Linked DNA regions of Mus musculus: region 2 is linked to region 1. The links are chromatin contacts, called in public targeted proximity ligation maps. All regions are on one chromosome and are shown on one strand. The core of a region is the stretch at or near the end of the contact, and the rest is flanking DNA. Distances in the headings are between cores, read along the strand shown.

Evidence for each region.
Region 2: a targeted proximity ligation map of pancreatic cancer cells shows a contact between it and region 1. A contact is called at or near these places in 1 of 39 promoter capture datasets (the HPC-7 cell line) and 1 of 130 datasets of targeted methods (pancreatic cancer cells).

Annotation. Positions count from the first base shown.
Region 1 is chr19:3,685,062-3,688,154 of GRCm38.p6, forward strand. Lrp5 (low density lipoprotein receptor-related protein 5) reads right to left here and starts at 1,503. Exons shown (of 23, transcript NM_008513.3): 1 at 1,294-1,503. The coding sequence starts at 1,381. Gm36672 (a long non-coding RNA gene) reads left to right here and starts at 1,489. Exons shown (of 4, transcript XR_388279.4): 1 at 1,489-1,678.
Region 2 is chr19:4,200,156-4,203,248 of GRCm38.p6, forward strand. It overlaps Rad9a (RAD9 checkpoint clamp component A), which reads right to left and starts at 1,448. Exons shown (of 11, transcript NM_011237.2): 1 at 1,328-1,448; 2 at 1,174-1,244; 3 at 774-902; 4 at 310-424; 5 at 117-216. The coding sequence starts at 1,361. Gm30082 (a long non-coding RNA gene) reads left to right here and starts at 1,553. Exons shown (of 4, transcript XR_388289.3): 1 at 1,553-1,643; 2 at 1,972-2,083; 3 at 2,229-2,283; 4 at 2,383-3,085.

The DNA of each region.
Region 1 (3,093 bases), core at 253-2,752:
AACCCCACCTTTAAAACAAATAGCTGCCCCATACCCCTTCTGCAGTCACGACCCAGGCATTTCCGGGAAGAGTAGAACTGGCCTGGACTTCCCACAGCCTGTCACAGTTTTGTCTTCGCCTTGTTTTGCTAACACCAGAGATGGCCTGAAAATGTAAACATGATCCCGAGGGAGACAAATTTAGGGGGAGACTCCCCAAGAGCCCTCTGGCTGAGCTTGAGAGCTCCAAGACTGGATGAAGCCAGCTCCCCTCGACCCCTCCCCCCAAACATAGGTGGAAGAGACTGCAGCCCAGGGAATCTGAGCACAGAGCCAGGCCCAGCCACCTCCCTCAAGTGTCTACCCTGGAAATACACAGGGGGACAGCTGTTCGCCTTAATAAGGCCCAGACAAAGGGACCTGAGGTTGTCCCCTACCCCGCCCCAAACTGCCATCACCACCACCCGGGAGTTCAAGAGTATCTGCCGGACCCTTGGACAGCCACACTCCAGAAAAACAAAACACAAACACCCGAAAACAATGATTTAGGTGGCAAGAGCCTTGCTTTAAAAACCACATGGCAATCTCCGAATTAAAAGAACATGTGTAGCGTTTCCAACTGCTTCGTTTCTCGAGAGTCCTCCTGACCTCAGCTCCACCCCTCAGGACACACCAAAAAAAAGTTAGAAAGTTCCCGAGCGGGCCACTTCCCTAAAGGTGGGTCCAACTGAGGCAGAACCATACCTCCCCACACCAAGGCACCCACGCAACCGATCTCGGGGCTGGGCACTGGTCAGCGGGGCTGGGTGCCTGGCCACCGCTTGGGGGCCCGAGCGGTCAGATGGGTCACTGGGGTCACGGGGACACCTGGCAGGTGTCAGTCGGTTTGGAAGGCTGACAGCCCACGCAGGTCAAAGCGACAGCAGCCCAGGGCCAGGCCGCCCCGCGCAGGGCTCTCCGAACTTCCTAGCTAGCAACTTCTGGCACTTCCCAGGGCTCGGTAGGCCGGCCGCCGCAAGCAGGCTCGCGAAAAGTTTTCCCAGTAGTTCGCGATAGGCCAGGCCTGTCCCGGGCCATCGCGATGCCCGTGGGCGCACTCCTGAGCGCGCCCGGCGTCCCGAGCCTTGGGCAGGTGAGGGCCCGCCCGCGCCGCACCTGGCGGGCTCGGTCCCCAGGGAGGGGCCCCGGCGGGAGAGACAAAGGGCCCGCGCGAGGTCCCCCGGCGCGTGGTCCCCCGGAGCGCGCTCCAACTCGTCCGCAACTTGCAAAGTGGCTGCTTGCGGCCCCGGCCATTGTCCCCCGCGCCCACCTTACCCGCGGCGGGGACCAAGCTGCAGTACAGCACCAGCAGCAGCAGCGGCGGCGGCGGCGGCGGAGGGGCCCGGGTCGGCGCCGTTTCCATGTCGTCCGGCGGCCGGGAGCGCCGCGCGCTCACTCGGGCTCCATGGCGCGCGCGGCGGCGGTGGATCCTCGCGGCTCCCGGCGCCTCTTGCTCCCGCCTCGGGCGCCGCGGCCCAAGACGACGCGGGAGGAGGGAGCGGAAGCCGAGCCGGTCTCCGCCCCCCGCGCCGCCCGCGCCCCCCGCCAAGCCGCGCCCTCCTGCGGGCGCCCGGGAGCCGGGCAGGCGGGTCTCTCCGGGCCCGCGACAGGAGAGGCCGGGCAAGCAGGTGGGTCACCTGCCAAGTCTCTGTACTGACAGGTGAGGAAACTGAGGCACGTGGAAGCATGACCCACACAGTCAGGAGGCCTCAGGGCTGGAAGCCAAAGGTCTCCGAAGCCAGCTTTGGGCTCTTTCACCACAACTGTAGCCACCTGGCCCAGAGACATACCGCCCCACTTGGGATGCACGCGGGAACAGGCGCAAAAGCGGATACTGCTGGAGGAACTGGGGGCTTTTACTTTTAGATTTACTTTTTGTTGTATGTGTATGAGTGTTTGCACGCATGTATGTGCACCACATGCGGGAAGGAAACCAGAATAGGGTGTGGGGGTCCCCTGGGACTGGAGTTAGAGGTGTGAGCCACCAGGTGACTGCAGGGAACCAAACCCAGGTCTCTAAAAGAGCAGTAAGTGCTTCTAACTGCTGAGCCTTCTCTCTCCGGCAGTGCTTTCTAGAACCTCACACCTTGGGCAGGCAGGTGTAGGTGAAATCATTTCATGTCCTTAGAAAGTAAGCTAATGGCAGTGTCCACCTTGCAAGGTAGAGAGGAAGGACAGAAGCTGAGGTGGTCAGGAGGGTGCCTCTGCCCTCCTGTGGTTTATGCTAGGAAGAGACAAAAATAAGAGCCCAAACAAAGGAGTGAGTAGCCGGGAAAGTGACATGGCGCTCAAGTGTGTATGACTTTACTTATAAGTCTGACATGGTGTCCAGCCTCGGGAGATTGAGGCAGGAGGCTTGCCATGAGTTTGAGGCCAGCCTGGGCTACCTGCGAGACCCTGTTTAAAAAGAGTTGATAGAGCCCTTGGTTCCCTAGTGTGCACAGCTCTCCCAGCGCTGCATAAACCGGACCTGATAAACAGAAGGAGCAAAAGGCAGGTCAAGGCTGGCCAGCAAGATGGCTCCCGTTGACCTAAGTTCAACCCTAGGATCGCAGAAGAAAAGAGAACTGACTCCCCAAACTTGTCTTCTAATAGGAAAACATGAAGACCAGGGACCAGCTAGTAGGGGGAGGGGACCCACACCAGGGTTCCAAGGGTCAGGGCAGAGATTTCAATGCGGAAGCAGGCCAGTGGTTCAGGAAGAGCAGTCTCCTGGGGTGGCTGTATCCAGTCTCTGACCGGAAGAGGAGTCAGGAGGTCTCAGGGGCAGTCAGGGGACTGGGGACTAGAGCAGCTAGTGTCCTTGCTGGTTCCTTCTCACCCAAGCCCAACCCCCATCCCCCCTCCACCTTCAACACAGAGCCAAGAGCACAACCCCCTTCTCTAGCCCCACTCTCACCCATCCCCCAAGGCCTTCCTCTTTCAGCCTTGATTTTTCTGAGGCCTCCTCTCCCTGCAGCCAGGGAGCTTGTTAAATAAGCCAGACCTCACCACTCCTCCCACCGGTCAGAGAGGAAGCTGAAGCCTTGGGCTCACACGGCCTGGCCTAGCCACACCTCCGTTACTTCTCAACTC
Region 2 (3,093 bases), core at 198-2,697, 520 kb after region 1:
GCTACGATGACAGGCATAGGCTAGCCAGGCCTGCTGAAAATGGAGCATTCCTAGAATGACATTAAAGCCCTAAAGGTAGGAGAGACTCAGGCGAAGTTTGAAGCAGGGGTGCTTACCGTGCTGGGGTGCGCAATAAGTGAGGGCATGAGGCTGGGTCGAAGACAGCCTGCAGGGACTCACAGTCCTGGAAGGAGAGGTTGTGTGTCTTCTTGACCCCTGGATAAGGGAAATGGTCTCAGGGCTTGGCAACCTCCACTGCCACTGCCTCCACACCCACAGAGGAACTCTTTGGGCAGGCCGCTTGCTCACCATACTTGCAGTGGAGCTGGACCACCAGGTGGCTGTGGCTGCCACTGAGGGAGATACAGCACTTCTCCACAGACTTCTCCACAATTGCCAGAGAGCGGAAGACGGACAGGAAGGCCTGGGCAGGGTAGGACATCAGTCTGGCACACTGCTTCCACGGCCCAGCTCTACATCCCATGTAGGCCCTGGCCCCATCACTGGCCCCACAAAGCTGTGGTGTCTGCACACTCCCATGCTGCCTTGCCCATGCTGGTCTCTTTGCTGGGAAGGGCCACTAACCTTTTCTTGACCAATGTCACCACCCTCTCCACAGATCTTAGATAGCCCTCTACGGTCTAAACATCTTTACCTCACTGCATGTTGCATGGAATAGCTCCCATATGAGACTAACTCCCTAGTCAAACTCATCATTTACTGAGTACCTGGCACAGAGGCACAGCTGTGGAGCTGCTTCAGGTGGCCCTTACCTTCATCAGGATCTTACAGCGCAGCAGGTCCTGACCAGGGGAAGCCGCCTGGTACTGCTGGAAGAAGAGTGGGGCAAAAAGGAAGCAGGCATAGGCAGAACGGGACGAGTTCACAGTCCGTAGGGAGAGCTGAGACACAAAAAGCAGGCAAAATTGCTTTTCCCTTAAGTTACTTTAGCCCCACCTTGCCTGCCACTAGGCGTTCTAGGAAGAGCAAGTACCCTCTGTATAGACATGCAGCCTCAGAAGACTGGGCCCAAGCCGATGTCCGAACAACCCAAGAGATAATAAACTGCGCCGGAATATCTGTCCACCATCCCTGTAAGGCCGAATGAACACCAAGCCTAGGCTCCCCATTCACCATTGAATCCGCCCCCATCCCTGCGTCCCAGTCCCTTACCCCGTCCTTCAAGGGTTCCAGATAGAGCTCGTCCCCGATTCGGGATAGCGAATGGACAGCCTTGCCCAGCACTGCGGGGAGGAGAACAGAAAGTGGTTAGGGGGACTCCTGGGGCTTGCTCACGTGGTCTGCTGCAAGGTAGGTCCAAACTTACCCTTCACGTTGCCCCCGGTGATCAGGCACTTCATAGTACATAAGCACAAAAATCGAGCTTGTTTTGCACACGAACCGGGACGGGATAGGACATATAATGAGTCCCAGCAGCTACTACGACTGCCTAAAGTTCCCTTCCCGCGCACCGTCCCCTCCCCGCTGCCGGCCTGGCCTCCGCTTCCTTATTGGTTCACCCGGGGTTTCTCCGTCACGTGAGAAAAACGTTCCTAAGCTCGGTGTCACGTGATCTAGTCGGTTCATTGGGTGTGGCCCGGGTCACGTGACTGCGGAGGGCTTGCTCCTGTGTCCTTCCTCAGGTCTGATTCTCCCACCCGAACCCGAGCCCTGCACACCCTGCAGAGCTCTGCAGCTCCACTGGGCTGCACTGGGCATAGGTGAAGGGCATACTAGATGGAGGAGCAAGGTGTCTGCACCAAGGATCGAGCTCTGGACCAGAGCCCTAACGTGGGAAGTGTAGACCCTCCCGGGTCGCTAACTTTAGTGTGTGGGGTTACAGGGTCAAATCAAGATAGTCCGCGCTCAATCTGGGCTGGGGATTCTGTTGTGGCAGCAACCACCAGCTCCCCTCAAAAAACGTAACTCGCTTCAAGAGCGATGAGAAGGGGCTGTTCATTTTGCTTTCAGGATCCTTCACTGACCTTCGTAAATACATGGAAAGATGAGAAGGTTCTGGGACAGAAAAGGGTGGAAGGATGGACTTGTCAGAAGGAGGGGCAGAAGCAGAAGCACAATGGGGGTAGGCGAATATGGGTGAATGGGGTGTCCCGAGCCTTGTGCGGTAAGGGGTGGGGAGGCAGAGCTGAAGGGATGAACTGGGAAGCCCTGGGAAGGCTTAAGTACTACGCGGGGTTTGGTTTATGTACATTTTACCAATTACCCAGACAGTGTGGAAGGATGAAGATTTTCAGCTGGGACGCATTCACCTTGCTCTGGGAGGTAGTTCAAATGCCTAGAGCAACCCTTGCCCATCCCCCTGCGGGCCTGTGGGTAGTGGGGAGGGTGTGTTTGTTACCTAGCCCCTCTTTGTTTTTCTAGGCTCCTCTCCCTCTCCAAGTGCTTCTTTCCTAGAGCCTCCGGGGAGGAGGCGGCTTTCCCTTTCCACATCCAAGGCAAGCTGCATACAACGCAGAGGTGTCCAGTTCTCTGTTAGACTGGGAGTTAGGGGATTACCAGCATCCTCTCCTCCTCACTTGCTCACGTCTTCGGTGGATTCTGGCTGCTTCATTTCCCAAACAGATGGCAAAGTGGCCCTCCTTCTGTCTCCACTGTCCTCCTTTCACTGTCCAGACACAGTCCTCAGTGACCCGCCCCCCCCCCCCCCCCCGGTGGGCTTAACTCTCCTGGCAAAGTCCAGTCTCTTGATCAGGAACTTTGAGGATCCAGGTCCCACAGAGGTCTTCACTGTCTCCTACCCCACATGATCACCTATCTCCATAGCCCTGCCAGGCTCTTAGCGGCCACTCTGGCTGCTTCCAAGGCTGTAGCCTGCTTCTCCCATGCTGACTTCTCTTCCTGGGCTCAACAGCAAAGGTTCCCTCAGCAGAGAAAACCCTAGGCTTTGAGCCATGGTGTGTCCCAGTTTCCTCTGTGTTTAATATTTGTGCTTCCTGCTGTTGTGGCTGCTGCATGTGGGCAGGAACTGCTTCTGTTTTGTTTATTGCTCTGTGTACTTCCCACCCAGCCTAGGATCAATAAATAGGTGTTGAGCCAGGTATGGTGGCTCATGCCTATAATCCTACCACTAGC